Regions from separate parts of the Mus musculus genome. Here region 1 is linked to region 2. The links are chromatin contacts, called in public ChIA-PET maps. All regions are on one chromosome and are shown on one strand. The core of a region is the stretch at or near the end of the contact, and the rest is flanking DNA. Distances in the headings are between cores, read along the strand shown.

Region 1 (3,707 bases), core at 563-3,062, 240 kb after region 2:
GTGACTGTATATGGGATGGATCCCCAGGTGGGACAGTCTCTGGACCTCCTTTTCTTCAGTCTCTGCTCCACACTTTGTCTCTGTATTTCCTCTCATTGAGTATTTTGTTCCCCCTTCTAAGAAGGACTGAAGCATCCATACTTTGGTCTTCCTTCTTCTTGAGCTTCATGTCTGGTTTTGTACCTCTCAGTGTATAGGATGGCCTGCTGCATCAGCAAAGACCAATTCATTGTGATCGGGTTAGGTTCTGCCCCCAGGCCTCAGGAGCCACACTCAGGAGTTCCTGTGGCCTCAGTCTGTGAATTGTATCTTGGGTATTCTGAGATTTGGGGCTAATATCCACTTATCAGTGAGTGTTTACCATGCATGTTCTTTTGTGATTGGGTTACTTCACTCAGGGTGATATTTTCTAGTTCCAGCCATTTGTGACAGCAGATGCTGGCAAGGATGTGGAGAAAGAGGAACACCCCTCCCCAATTGTTGGTGGGATTGCAAGCTGGTACAACCACTCTGGATATCAGTTTGGCGGTTCCTCAGAAAATTGAACATAGTACTACCTGAGGATTCAGCAATACCACTTCTGGGCATATACCCAAAGATGCTCCAACATATAACAAGGACACTTGTTCCACTATGTTCATAGCACCCTTATTTATGATAGGCAGAAGATGGAAAGAACCAAGATGTCCTTCAACAGAGGAATGGATACAGAAAATGTGGTACATTTACACAATGGAGTACTATTCAGCTATTAAAAACAATGACTTCTGTCATCATTTTTAAGCATGCCGTTGCTGCTGATGCTCTGCAACTTGGTAGTTCCCATTCTCTCTGCAGGAACAGAAGCTGGATAGGACCTTGGAGCATGCTCAACCACACCTCTTATTTTACTGATGAAGAGCCCAAGACTTGGAGCAGGTTAGTGGCATCACCAATGTCACACATCAATGAACAGCAGACCCTGTGTTTAATCTGTTGTGTCTGGATCTTTTCTCGTCAATGATGCTTGTATTTTGCTTGATGGCTGCCATCCGAGGACTTCCTGCCTCACTTTTTTTTTTCCTTACCCAGAAATGTGAATAGTTCTCACCTCAGATTGCCAGTTGTTGCTTCTGATTTTCAAGCTGAAGTACTCAAGTCTGACCACCATCTTCAGTCTGTGGTTTTCTCCCACTTGCCCCCACCACTGAGGTGACAGGAAGGAATGAAGGTGTTGGCCTTGACTCCGTGGTTGGCTTTCTCTGACGCTTAGCAGCTTCAGACTCTAGTCCGTCCCGGGCTCATGGTGGACCCAGGAGACTGCACCTGTTTTCTGGAAGGACACTAATCGTCACCTTCCTTAGGGTGACTGTGTTTCTCTTAGTCTCTGTCACTCATGGAGATGGCAATGCTGAGGCCACAGGAACTCCTGAGTGTGGCTCCTGAGGCCTGGGGGCAGAACCTAACCCGATCACAATGAATTGGTCTTTGCTTAGTGATGCAGCAGGCCATCCCTTACACTGAGAGGTACTGTAATGATAACTAATGCTATGGACCAACTTGATTAGGCAAGCGGATGACAAAATAGCTGAAGGGAAAATACTTTTGGTGTATTGTTATGCACAGTCTGGAAAAGGATCTACAGATGCCATATTTTCAGTCCCGGAATGAGTGAGTTTATTAAGTATAAGCAAGAAAAAGTAAAAGACTAAATGACAAGCGATAGGTAGTAAAATGTCATCAAATTGGGCTTTCACTTTGTCTCCTCTATATCCACCTCCAGACACTCCAAACCACCCAGCTTTTGCACAGTTGCCTCTGCATCTCCAACTTTGCTGTTGAGGCTCCCTCTGCTGGAAGGCTCTGTGTCATCTTTCCGTCGCTACTTGCTTCCTACCCTTCCCTTCCTGTCCCCTTTCTTAATGACAGGATCTCAGGCCAGGGAGGTCTTTAGATTACTATGTAGCAGGTCCTTCCAACCTTCCTGTTTCTTCCTCATGAGCTTGCCTGCTGCTGGGATTATCAGTGTGTGCTACCACATTCAGCTAGCTCTTGTATTTCAGACTAGTCCCAAGCATCATTTTTCTTCAGCTGTTGTTGAGTTGCTTCCATTCAGAGCCAAACCATCCCTGCTGTGCATGGGGAGGTAGGTTGCACTTTGATTTTAGGGGGTTCCTTGAGCTTCCAGTAAGCATTACACTGTTGTGTAGACCTTTAGTGTAATGCTGAACATTTGCATTCCTTGTGGGAGTCTGCAGTCTTGGTTTATGGCATGCGCACTGTGCCTTTATGGTTATCTCCCAGTGAAACTGAGGCCCAAGATACTGAAAACCTTTCATATAGACATTTCACAATTATGTGACCCATCGGCCAGGGGTTGAGTTGTATCCTGCCTGATTCCACTGAGCAAAGACTCTTGGAAGCTTGTATTCAACATGGCTTCTAGATGGTCCTGTGTGCCTTTCCTCACTGTTGAGTTTGCTTTGTGCCCTTCCACAGTGACATCATAGCCACATGAATGACTCTATGCTGAATCCTCCATAAAAGTCACGGAGCTGGCTTGTCTTGGGACTCTCCACTGCACGTACCACACACCTCACGCAGATTTCTCACATCAAATTCTCACACTTTCCAGTACATTTATTTATGACTCACTTTGTCACAAAGGGTGGGTCTGTTCTATCCACCCTTGTCACTCCTCAGTTAGCAGGACACTGGGTTCTGCTGCTCAGCAGAGGACAGGCTCCCATTTACACAGACTAGGAATCACCTCCAGAAGCCACAGTTGCCACTGAAAGTTGCCCTGGAAGGATGTTAGAAAAGGAACCTGACATCAGTGCAGATTTGGGCATCTCCTTGAGCCCTTGTGGCAGCTGTCTGTCTATCAAGACATCTTCCCTCCAGGTGCTGACTCTGATACAATGAGATCCATATCAGGCATATTTGGAAGCCAGCCTGGCTTAAATGTCTCATTCCCCAGCCTATCAATTTCTTCTTTTTTTGGAGGCAGGGTCTCACTGTCTGGCCTTAAACTTACAGAGGTCTGTCTGCCTTTGCCACCTAAGTGCTGGAATTAAAGGCATTGTGTCACAGTGGCCAGCCACCCATATTGTTTTGGTAACCACCATATGGGCACAACTTCCACAGATTATATCCTTACACCTATCAAGATGGCCAAAGTCTTTGGCTTTGGGGGGGATGATACTTATTTGTATGCATGCATAGATATATGCACATGCACACACATATGCCCAAGCATTCATGTGATCATAGGACAACATGTAAGAATCTGTTCTATTACATTGGTTCCTGGGATTGAACTCAGCATGCCAGGCTTAATGGCAAGTGCCTTTATCCACCGAGCTGTCCTGCTGACCCAGACATGGCTTCTTGCCAGAAAGTATAGTTCTCCCACTGTACTGGCTGGTTTTGTGTGTCAACAGAGAAAGGAGCCCCCCTTGAGGAAATGTCTCCATGAGATCCAGCTGTAAGGCATTGTCTCAATTAGTGATCAAGGATGGGAGGGCCCACCATGGGTGGTGCCATCCCTGGGCTGGTAGTCCTGGGTTCTATAAGAAAGCAAGCTGAGCAAGCCAGGGGAAGCAATCTGGTAAGCAGCATCCCTCCATGGCTTCTGCATCAGCTCCTACCTCTAGGTTCCTACCCTGTGTGAGTTCCAGTCTTAACTTCCTTTGGCAATGAGCAGCAATGTGGAAGTGTAAGCTGAA
Region 2 (3,571 bases), core at 113-2,612:
GATGTCTACACACCTGTGTGGTGTGCACACCTATGTGGAGATGTCTACACACCTGTGCGGGGGGTGCACACCTATGTGGGGTGCCTACACACCTGTGGGGGGGTGCATACCCATGTAGAGGTGCCTACACACCTATGTGGGGTGTGCACACCTATGTAGAGATGTCTACACACCTATGTGTGGTGTGCACACCTATGTGGAGATGTCTACACACCTGTGCGGGGTGTGCACACCTATGTGGAGGTGCCTACACACTTGTGTGTGGTGTACACACCTATGTGGAGATGTCTACACACCTGTGTGTGGTGTGCACACCTATGTGGAGATGTCTACACACCTGTGTGTGGTGTGCACACCTATGTGGGGTGCCTACACACCTGTGTGGGGTGTGCACACCTATGTGGAGGTGCCTACACACCTGAGTATGGTGTGCACACCTATGTGGAGATGTCTACACACCTGTGTGGGGTGTGCACACCTATGTGGAGATGTCTACACATCTGAGTATGGTGTGCATACCTATGTGGAGATGCCAACACACCTGTATGCATATGCAGAAGCGGGAATAAGGTATTGGATGTCTTCTATCTGTCACTGGTTATTCCTTTGAGGCAGTGTCTCTCCCTGAACCTGGGGCTTGCATCTTCTCTGCTAGATCGAAGCCAGCAAGGCCCGTTGATTTTTTTCATGCCGTCTCACCCTGCCCATCTTGAGCTGAGGTTGCAGGGAAGCACAGGCTGCCCAGTTTGCTACGTGGGTGCTGGGATCTAAAACCCAGTCTTCTTTATTGCTCAGAGAAGGCTCTTGACCAATAAGCCATCTCTTCTCCCTCTCTCTCTGTCTCTCTCTGTCTCTCTCTGTCTCTCTCTCTCTCTTTCTCTCTCTCTCTCTCTCTCTCTCTCTCTCTCTCTCTCACACACACACACACACACACACACACACACACGAAGTAGACTGTAGGCTTTCTTTTGTGGTCTTCGGAGACATCAGCGTCACAGACGGGTCAAATCAGCAAGTCTGGGAGACTCTGTATTGACTTTCAGAATGAATTACATACTTTCCTTTTTCCATCCTTTTCCTCCTCTGCATCACGAGGTTTGGCATCTTACCACAGCACTAATCCAGATCTAAACACTCCAGGGAATCCCAGTGTGTCAGTGTGGCATGCCCTTCAGAGGTTTCTAATCTACACAGAACTCAAGAAGAACTGCCTCACACAAAGAAAACTTCTTCAACAGGTTTGGTGACTCTCACTGCTCAGGGGAGCCAAGTCCAGCATTGGGCATGCCTGGGCTGTCAGTCACTCGTCGGAGAATGGCAGGAGCCCAGCCCCTGAGCTAAGCCTGTGACCAGGAAATGCTCCATGCAACACACAGACCTGGGCTTTCCTGCATGTGAACCTGGAGGGCAGATCTGTTTTACAGAGGCTGCTGATAGAGGGCAGATTTGTCTTACAGAGGCTGCTGATGGCTTTCCAGGCCTCAGTCTTAACCCAAGAAACAGGTCCTGGAAGTCTCAGAAGCCTTGAAGAAATAGAACAAGCAAACAAGCAAAGAACAACAACAAAAAAGCCAAACCCCAAACCTGCAAAACCAACCCTGCACTTCCAATGCGTTCACTGGGATGCTTGGCTTTTTATCCTTGCTTTCATGGGGTTTCCTGTCCTTTTTTTTTTTTTTTTCTTAAAAAAAAGAGGAGTTGGAGAGACAGCTCAGCTCTTGCAGAGGCCCTAAGTTTGATTTCCAGGCCCCACATTAGGCAGCTCAGAACTTCCTGTAACTTCAACCTCTGTGGGTAGCTGTACTCGCATGTACATACTGCCTCCCCCCACCACAAACACACACACACACACACACACACACACACACCTCGCCACCCAAAAGGCATAATGAAGCCTAAACGAAATTACATTTTACAACTATTGATGTGAAGACAAATATATAAAGATGCTATTTTATCCCACTTTAAAGTACTTTTCCTTTCTTCTTTGGGGTGTGTGTGTGTATGTGTGTGTGTGTGTGTGTGTGTGTGTGTGTGTGTGTGTGTGTGTGTGTGATCCCTCAGAGTGCTGGGGTCACAGGCATACATTGGGCTATTCCGATGTGGATTCTGGGGACTCAGACTCAGGTTCTGTGCTTGTGTAAGTATTTCTATCCACTGAGAAACCTCCCTAGCCCCAAGTATTTTCTTTATCTTGTTTTGAGACAAGACTGTCACGTATCCAAGGCTAGGTTCTAGTGTTGAGATTACTGCACCACCAAACCCTGTATAGGCAGTGCTGGGGGATCGAACCCTAGATTTTGTGTGTGCTGGGCAAACACTCTACCAACTGAGCTACATCCCTGCTCCCCTCACGTAAATATCTTACAGGCTCTGGCATTGTCCTTTATGGGTCTGATGTATAAGTGGGTTTCTGTCCCACAAACACTACTTCACAAGCCCTCTGATAGTGGAAAGGAAGGCAGGGCCCACTCACGAAAGGAGATAGCTGAGATAGAGAGGCCTCTGCATGGTGACACAAAAGGCTAGCCTGGGAGTGGGCAACGTGACCCCTGAGTAAGCTGGAGTCGCTCTTCCGCATCGTTCCATCCTTACAAAACTATTGTCTTTTTCGTGGTTCTCTGACATTTGTTCATAGGAGATGTGTACGTTTCTGAAACCTTTTTTTTGTTTGTTTTTAAAATAAGATCTTGCTATGCTGTCCAGGCTGCTTTGGAGTTCTAAATTCAAGCAACTGTTTTGTTTCAGATCCTCCCAGGGGGTGGGGACCCATCCAACCGGTTAGGTTAGTGCTCTCATCCAAACAAGGTATCAAAGGGAATTGACTGGGTGGCTGTGAGGAGGGTACTAAAGGCTCTGCCTGCTGTACCCCAGGCTATGTGAGCAAGGAATGAAGGGTCACATGGGGGCTTCCTTCTGGTAGAACAGCCCTGGGCTCCAATGTTGGGTGAGTGTCAGGGAGAGGACAGGAGGGAGGGTTTCCATAGAAGCTGAGCACGGTTGTACTAGGGGGAAATCTGACCCAAGGATGGGTAGAGAGAAGAGGATGTAGTGGTTTGAATATGCTTGGCCCAGGGAATGGCACTATTAGGAGGTATGACCTTGCTCGAGGAGGGGTGGCCTTGTTGGAGGAAGTGTGTCACTGTGGGTGTGGGCAATAAGACCCTCCTCCTAACCATGTGAAAACCTACTTTTTCCTAGAGGCCTTCAGATGAAAAGGTAGAAGAACTCTCAGCTTCTCCTGTACCATGTGTGCCTGGATGCTACCATACTCCTGCTTTGATGTTAATGGACTGAGTCTCTGAACCTGTAAGCCATCTTCAATTAAATGTTGTCCTTATAAGGGTTGCCTTGGTCATGGTGTCTGTTCACAGCAGTAAAACCCTAACTAAGACAGGGGGCTTTCAGGGAAGGGTTGGGGATACTTGGACCCAGATAAAGGAGTGACTCTCATCTCCTCTCTCCCTGGGAGATAAGTACAGAAAGATGCCAAGAATAGAAGAGTTGGGAAGAGAACCACCTCCAGTGGAGGAATAGAACTGTCCCGAGGATCCAGAAACAGGTTCTTTTT

Evidence for each region. ChIA-PET counts read pairs in DNA pulled down with a chosen protein or histone mark.
Region 1: an RNA polymerase II ChIA-PET map of memory CD8 T cells shows a contact between it and region 2, with 9 read pairs. The contact joins two enhancer-like sites. A contact is called at or near these places in 5 of 115 datasets of contacts at active chromatin or transcription factors (embryonic basal ganglia, embryonic stem cells, forebrain and 2 more) and 3 of 9 other capture datasets (adipose tissue, liver and macrophages).

The regions. Positions count from the first base shown.
Region 1 is chr11:109,315,231-109,318,937 of GRCm38.p6, reverse strand. No RefSeq gene overlaps it. Among named protein-coding and RNA genes, the nearest start is that of Gm39441, 19 kb to the right of the region's middle. Within about 2 kb of position 1,812, at least 7 of the 459 cell types and tissues checked have an H3K27ac peak or open chromatin away from gene starts, as enhancers often do. A contact at or near this core is called in memory CD8 T cells, where this site is marked.
Region 2 is chr11:109,552,357-109,555,927 of GRCm38.p6, reverse strand. All of the region lies in intron 11 of Arsg (arylsulfatase G), which reads right to left. Among named protein-coding and RNA genes, the nearest start is that of Gm39442, 24 kb to the left of the region's middle. Within about 2 kb of position 1,362, at least 63 of the 459 cell types and tissues checked have an H3K27ac peak or open chromatin away from gene starts, as enhancers often do. A contact at or near this core is called in memory CD8 T cells, where this site is marked.